2 separate regions of the Mus musculus genome follow, and region 1 is linked to region 2. A link is a contact called in public promoter capture Hi-C data. All regions are on one chromosome and are shown on one strand. Each heading gives the region's core, a stretch centred on a gene start, on an enhancer-like site or on the middle of the called end of the contact. The rest is flanking DNA. Distances are from core to core; before and after follow the strand shown.

Region 1 (3,675 bases), core at 522-3,021, 1.4 Mb before region 2:
CTCCATCCTGTGGGCTGGGTACTGGGACTGACTAAAAAGAGGAAAGTGAGTTGAGCCCTGAGTGCCTGACTGCAGATGCAGAGTGACAAACTACCCCATATTTCTGTAGCCATACCTTTTCTACCATGCTGGACTGCACTCTCAGACCACCCAAATAAACCCTTCCTTTCTTAAGTTGGTCTTGTCCGGTCTTCCATTATAGCAAGGAGATGAGTAGCTGATATGAATGGTTTGGAATTCTCAGAGAAGAACGAGGCCACCAATGTGCTCCGTCCCAGTTCACTGCCGAGCTCTGTGACCTTTTGGCTTGTATCTTGGGCAGGTCAGGAGGGGAAGCCAAGGTCAGCTGCTCTGTTCTAGGAATCGGGACCAAGCACTTGGCTTTCTAACCAGCCTGTGTGAGAGGAGCATCCCTGACAGGGAAGTATCCGAGGCAGTGTTGGTGCTCCCAGTTATCCTGTGTTGTTGGCCTCCAGCTGGCACATTGGACATGTGAATCATCGAGAGAAGGATGTGAAGATGACAGAACCTGGAAGCATGAGTTCAAATCTCACATGGGTCCCTCACGGAGGCTGTGTGCAGCCCTCCCCGTCCCCTCCTCTCCCCCCTCCTCCTCCTCCCCACCTCTGTATGTGAGCAGTGAGGGCATGCCAGGGAGATCTCATGCTGGCAAGCTTGACCTCAACTGAGTTCCACCCCCTGGATTTACATGGTGGGAGGTGAGAGAGCCCATTCTGTTGTCCTCTGAGGCCCACTGTGGACGGCGTGCCCACCCAATCATACTAAATAAGTGTTTTAATTTATTTAAAAAAAAAAAGAAATGAAAGGTGGGTTTGTGAGATGGCTCAGTGGTTAAGAGCACTGACTGGTCTTCCAGAGGTCCTGAGTTCAAATCCCAGCGACCACATGGTGGCTCACAACCATCTGTAATGAGAAACAAATAAAAAAAAAAAAAAACCTATGGGCTGGAAAGAGCAGGGGCCGGAAGGAGCCGAGCCAGAGCAAGAGGGAGAAAGGGAAGGGGGAAAAAAGAAAAAAAAAAGTTTAACAAACAAACAAAACAAAACAAACAAAATCCCAAAAGGTGAGCTAGCTTATTGAAGAGAACAGCTTGGGGCCCAAGGGCCATCTTATGCTGGGTGCCTCTCCCCTACTTAACCCGCTGACTGGAAGAGAATAGAGAACCAGTTTGGGGAAACACCCATGCCCATACGGCCACATCTGGTCAAGGGCGTGATCCGAGCTGAAATTTAAGCTGAGGACTAGTAGGTGGAATGTTCTAGCACAGGGGTTCCTCAACTGGAAGAGGCACTGGTGGTCCCATTTCACAAGTTTTGATCCAGCGGCACTATATTGGGGCTTAGAAGATGACAATTACATCATGGTCTCAAAGGTGTGGATGGCGCTGGTCTGGAGCATCACAGAACCAAGGTTTTTAGCGACTCTTTAGCATCCCTGTAAAGCTCGTGATGGTGCCAAGGAGTGCAGGCAGAGCAGATGCCAAAATTAGAGACCTCTGCCACAGACTTGGGTTCGAATCTTGCCGCCGCCCTGACCAGGACTCTTCCTAACAGAGTTCCTCGGCAACCACGCCCCGGCCCTGAGAGCCAAGCACGGATACCGGGTCCTCTTCTGGGATTCTAGGCAGTGCTTCTCGCTTAGGCGCCAGGTCCGCGATCGCGCCTCCGACCGTCGCGCGCCTCTCCACTGGCCAGCGTTGCTATGGCAGCGCCGCAGGGGGGGGATGCTGAGGCTGAGGCTCGCAGTAGCCCCTTTGTGAGGCGCGGGAGAGATGTGCACCCCACATCTCTTTGCTTGAGTCCTGGTCCGCAAGATGGGTGCTTGTTCGTGTGCCCCACCCCACCCCCACGCCCGAGGCCGGGTGCGGCAACTCCGCCCGCCAGCCGCTCCTGCATTAAAATTTCATGGGCGCTGCAGTAAACGCGAAGACGACGCCGGTTGCGCTGGGGGGCCGTAGGGAGGGAGGCTGCGGACCAGAGCGGGGAGGAGTTTGCGAGGGGAGGCGCTTGGGAGGACTCCCCCAGTTCTGTTAAGAGCTGGGCACAAAGAGCCCTTTGCACTCCAGCCGCAGGAGCGAGGAGGAGCCGAGGTAAGCCGGGGTCGCCATTCTCACTCCCCGCCGTGCGCACCTGATCCTCGGGAGGGCAACGGGGTGGGGGTGGGGTGTCCCACAGTCCCAGGGCAATGGTGGCCCGCGCTGAGTGGGTGACGGGGCTCCAAACCCGCAATGACCAGATGTGAGGGTCCAGTGGATGGACCATGGGGATGGAAACACAGAGGATGCTCAGGGTCTGGTAGTCACGGTCTGAGGGGGAACAAAGACCCTTCCCTTCCCCCACAGCTAGATGCACATGGGCGTGGGGACTCCGGTACAACACCAACCCACAAGGTTAGCAGGTAACTCTCTGGGATAGGGACTGCGCCCAGGCATGGAGGGTGGGGTAGCGGGTGGTTTCTCTGACTCCCTTCCTCCACACGCCCAGCCCTTACCATTCCTCCACTTATGGGCCTTATCCCAGACCTGGGGCGTCCAGCGCAGCCTCAAACCCAGGGCATCTCTGCACTCTCATCGCGACGTCGCTCTGGATGCTGTTTGCATATCCTTGGGGAGTCACTGCTTTGGCACAACAGTCCTGCGAGGTGGTAAGAACCCATTTTAAAGACGAGAAAAAGGAGGTCCAGAGAGGTTTAGCGGCCTGTCCAAGGTCACTCAGCCAAAGATTTTTGAGTTTGACACGACGGACTCTGAAGCCCACATGGCATCTCTAAAACGGTGTGGGGGTGACCCTAGAACTCACTAGCTCGGTTTCTCAACCCTCCTGGGCTCTGAGACACTACTCTCTGCAGAAGCTGGGGGTTTGAGAGGGAAAGGTCTAGACCTCTTTCATCTAGGACGCGAACGAGATTATTTCTTGGACAGAGGGATTCCGGGGACCCCTGCCTCCCCACTCTCGTCCCAGTCTCCCGAGCACAGGCCTCCAGGCGTCGGGGATCGCTGGCGCTCACACCCCACTGCGGAGAGGAGTCGCGCCAGGAAAACGCCCCCACCTGCTGCAGGGAGGGGCTAAGGGATCGAGGGCAGAGAGAGAACTTGCTGGAAGCTGGAAGCCGGTTTGTTTTTCTCGGCGCCAGCGTTGCGCTGAGCTGGGCGCAGCCTTGCTGCCTCCCCAGAGCGCTCTTTCCAGGAGGCGTCTCCGGGTGTGGAGTGCGACGGGCAAGGATGAGTAACCCCACACTCCCGGGGCTCCCCTCAAGTGAGCCAATGTCCCGCCACGTGGCCCCGCGCTGCGTCAGCACATCTAGGGCGGGGCTGCACATCTGGAGGTGCTCAGAATCGCTCCTGATCCTGGAGCGGGGATTGGGGGTGGAATGGGGGTTGGGGGGAGGGTGTCCCCTGGGCCAGAGAACTGCCCCCAACCCCAGCTTCAGAAGCGGGGCAAATGGGTTCCTGGCGCTACCCCATCTGCTCCATGCTGTGAGAAAACACTGAACTCACCCTACCCTATTGAAAGAATTCTGGGTTAACAACTTTAACTTCTGCACACCCTAAATCTGTCTTTTTATATCCTTTGCGGTTGAGAATGGGTCTGAGGTCTGCCCTACGCTGACCTTGCAGAAAATTTAGCCTACCATCTTCTCACCCCATAACGGTGT
Region 2 (3,843 bases), core at 44-2,543:
CCTCCCCAAATGACAATGTTTGTATACATCAAGTGCTCCAACATGCCCATGCAGTTCCCATGTGACCAGACAGGCAAGAAAAACACCTGAGGCAAACCAAATGCCCATGCTATAAATAATCCCAGCATTTGCAGGAGAATCAGCAGCTCACGGCTATTCTATGTGATGAGCTCTGGGATAGCCTGGACTACAGGAAACCCTGCCTCAAACTTCCCCTCTAACAACAAAAGTTAAGTAAAATAATAAATGAAGGAAAACTGATGCCTTCGGTGAGATGGCTCCAAGGATAAAAGACCTTGTTGCCAAGTTTGACAACCTGAATTTAATGTTAAGAGTCACAAAGTAGACAGAAACATCTTTTACATTTTCCTCTGACCTTCACATGACCATGTTCTCAAGTCTCCGTCCCCACATACAGAATAAGCAAATGTAATAAAAGAGAGAAAATGGATGTGGTGGCACCTGCCTTTAATTCCAATACTCAGGAGGAAGAGGCTGAGGGATATCTGTGAGTTTGAGGTCAGCACGATCTACAAAGAGACAAAGCAAGTTCGAGACCAGTCGGGCCTACAATGTGAGAAGACTCAGTTAAAAAACTTTCAATCCCCAGTTCTCAGGAGGCAGAGGCAGGCAGATCTCTGAGTCTGAAGCCAGCCAGTTCTACTGAGTGAGTTCCAGGACAGGCAGGGATACACAAAGAAATCCTATCTCGACTTCTCCAAAAGAAAGCACAAACAAAACAAAACAAAACAAAACAAGTGGTAGGAAGTACGTAGGGCAGAGCTGGAGAGATGGCTCAGCTATTAAGAGCATCTACTGCTCTCCTGGTTTGGTTACCAGTTTCCACATGGCAGCTCATTACTGCCTGAAACTCCAATTCCAGGACCCGACACATACATGTTTAATATGAATGTTTCACGTGTTTATATACACATACACGGTGCATATAAACTCCTGTAGGCACACACATATACATATGAATAAAATAAGTAAATAAAAAAATGCCTAGGGCAGAGCGAGGAGCCACAACCAGAGATAGTTCTGACATTGACATGCCCAGTCTGCTCCGGCCCCGCCCATATCCTGCCTCCTCTCTCAAGTCCCGCCCAGTATAGGGCTGGGCCCATCGAGGCACCACCCAAACTAAGCCCCGCCCCGCCTTACCACCCACGAGGTGTCCTTCATTTCGGACCCGCCCATTGCCAGCTCCGCCGCCTAAGAGGTCTTGAGCTCCGCAGGCCCCGCCCATCGTCCCGCCTCCACGCAGTGCGGCTGCGCCGGCACCTCGGGCTCCGAGGCCCGGGTGCCGCGGATCTTTTGTTTCCCTGCGGGGCTCCGAGCCGCATCGTCAGTCAGGCCCGGACTTGGAGCTGGAGTGTGTCAGAGCTGAGTCCCGAGTCGGACCGGGTCCCGACTGTCAGCGCCGGGAGGGTACCGAGGAGGACGCCGAGGGAGCGCGCCCCTCCGTCCGCCGGCCTGTGGGACTGGGACCCGGCTCAGGCCTGCCCGATGGGGCACGGGGCCCTGGCGATGAGCCCGCGCCTCCGTCCCCGCGTACGCGGCCCGCCGGCCTCCGCCTGAGCCCAGCGCACCCCGTAGCGCCGCCCCGGGGCCCGAGCCCGGGCTCGCGCCCCCGGCCCGCGCGCGCTATGGAGCCGGGCCGCGGCGGCGTCGAGACCGTGGGCAAGTTCGAGTTCTCTCGCAAGGACCTGATTGGACACGGCGCCTTCGCGGTGGTCTTCAAGGGTCGACACCGCGAGGTGGGTGAGGCTCCCGCGGAGGCCTCGCAATCCCGGACTCCCAGCCCAAGGGACACCTTACCTCCGGTAATCCGTAGAGGGACCCAATTAAGGACCCCCCAGCCCGGGAAACCCACCTGCTACTCTAGCTCCAGAAAACTGGAGACGCCAGCCAGCACAGGATTCCCTACCTAGCCCCGAAGTCAGACCAGTTCTGAGAACCTAACCTGGGACTCCATCCTGGGACTTAAATTCCAGGCCGGCTGACAGACACTCACTATCTGTCTGCCTCTGGCAGCCTCCCATTCCAAGACCCTTGGGACAGCCACCCTAAGCCATCTCTGTGTTCCCTGCTTGGTGGGGAGCAGGAGGGGGGGTTGTTTTCAACCCTGAAGGTTCACGTTTGGCTTTTCAGAAGCACGACCTGGAGGTGGCCGTCAAATGCATTAACAAGAAGAACCTTGCCAAGTCCCAAACACTGCTGGGAAAGGAAATCAAAATCCTGAAGGTGAGCCAGCGCCTCGGGGGAGGGGGAGAGGGTGGGTCAGCTCTTTTCTTGCTCATGAGAAACTTGGATTTGTGTCCTAGGAACTAAAGCACGAAAACATCGTGGCGCTGTATGACTTCCAGGTAAGGCTCAGCGTTGGGCTTGGGGGAGGGGTAAATCTATTCTTGCCCTTGTCCCATCCACTGTTGCTTCAGGACCTAGGTTGCCTGGGGCTGGAGCCCCCCTGAGGGCAGATGATGGCTTTAGATTAGTATTTGGTTTAGGTGAAAGGAGCTGGGTTCTGAATGCCTTGTCTCACGCTTGTCCTACTGTGAGGCCACTTAGGGCCAGGGAGACCTCATCTCTGGTCCAAGTTTTTCCTGGCTTTTCCTAGGTTCTGGGGACCTCTCTAGCTTATATGTTGCCTGCATGGGAAGGAAGGCGGCCATCAACACTAATGTTGAATCTCTGGCGATTGCCTGGTTTACATTGTTTGGGTTCAGCGTACCCTGGTGCCAAAGACCCTTTCTTCACTGTGATGTCTGACCCAGTGGCCCTTACTGAGAATGGGGTTCCGGGCAGGCCCACCTGTCTGGGCTGGCGGGTTTGTTTGTTGACATTGCTTCAGCGGCCTGGCATTGGCCAGCCCACTCCTGCGTCAGAGGCTGGAAGGGGGAGGGGTTGCTGGAGATTCCTTCTAGCCGGCAGTTGGGGCTGGGCCCACTCATCCGGCCGGCGGGAGGTTGCTACCGCCACCTCAGAATTGGCTGCCTGAATGAGCAAGCCAGCTGACCAGCCAGCTTCTGTGCTGCCCTCCAAGCCCCCCAGCCCAGTGGTGGCAGGGGCTGGAGGCCCTGGATGCGCTCGTGTGGGGACCGGGAACCCTAGGTACTGGTCCCCAGCAAAGTGCTGACTAATGATTTTGAAACCTGTTTACTGGGGCCACGGGACCAGCCCTGGCTGAGGGAAGTTCCCAGCAGGCAGCTAGCTGTGTTTTGGTGGCCTCCTCCCCTTCCTTCCTCCCCTGCTCCTCTTCCAACTTTACCTTGAGGGCTGTGACTTGTCATGAGGTGACATGTGGGCCGGGCCAAAGTCCTGTGTGACAGGGAGTACCTGGCAACAGCTGGAAACATGGTGTTCTGGGTTTTAGAGGTTGCCCCCTCTGCAGCCTGCCTTTCCTACCCTTCCCCACTGCTGCTTTCTCTCCCTGTCCCCAGTGCTGTAGGAAGGGCCCCAACGGCACACACAGTATGTGCTTCTTAAAGGACCCAGGGCTGAGTTAGATGGCATGACCTTCCTAGGGTCAGATTCTGGGCCCCTTTGCACCTTGAGATCCCCTCCAGATCCACAGTCCCCTGCCAGGGCATTCCCATAAAGGCCTCACTGGAACTGAACGGATAACAGTTAGGTTCACTGCAGACTTGCGGCCTGTCCCCCTCAGGTTTCCACTTGTTCTGCTTGCTTCATCTAGCTGAGACACCTGATTAAGGACATCTGTTGTTTCCCCCAGTTTTGGTCATGCTGTGGCTTCCTTTGCCAAGTCCCTGCCCTCTCCCTAGGATGCAGGGTCCTTCACCTCATGACACAGGGGTTGCTGCTTTGATATTTGTTTAAGAT

What was found. Promoter capture Hi-C pulls out the DNA fragments that hold promoters and counts their contacts.
Region 1: a contact with region 2 is called in a promoter capture Hi-C map of hippocampal neurons, with 4 times the contacts expected there. The contact joins the promoter of Miat here to the promoter of Ulk1 in region 2. A contact is called at or near these places in 1 of 39 promoter capture datasets (hippocampal neurons), 1 of 115 datasets of contacts at active chromatin or transcription factors (embryonic forebrain) and 1 of 9 other capture datasets (embryonic tail).

Annotation. Positions count from the first base shown.
Region 1 is chr5:112,227,044-112,230,718 of GRCm38.p6, reverse strand. It overlaps Miat (myocardial infarction associated transcript (non-protein coding)), which reads left to right and starts at 1,771. Exons shown (of 7, transcript NR_033657.1): 1 at 1,771-2,110; 2 at 2,363-2,418; 3 at 2,505-2,664.
Region 2 is chr5:110,807,531-110,811,373 of GRCm38.p6, reverse strand. Ulk1 (unc-51 like kinase 1) reads left to right here and starts at 1,293. Exons shown (of 28, transcript NM_009469.3): 1 at 1,293-1,760; 2 at 2,155-2,247; 3 at 2,328-2,369. The coding sequence starts at 1,650.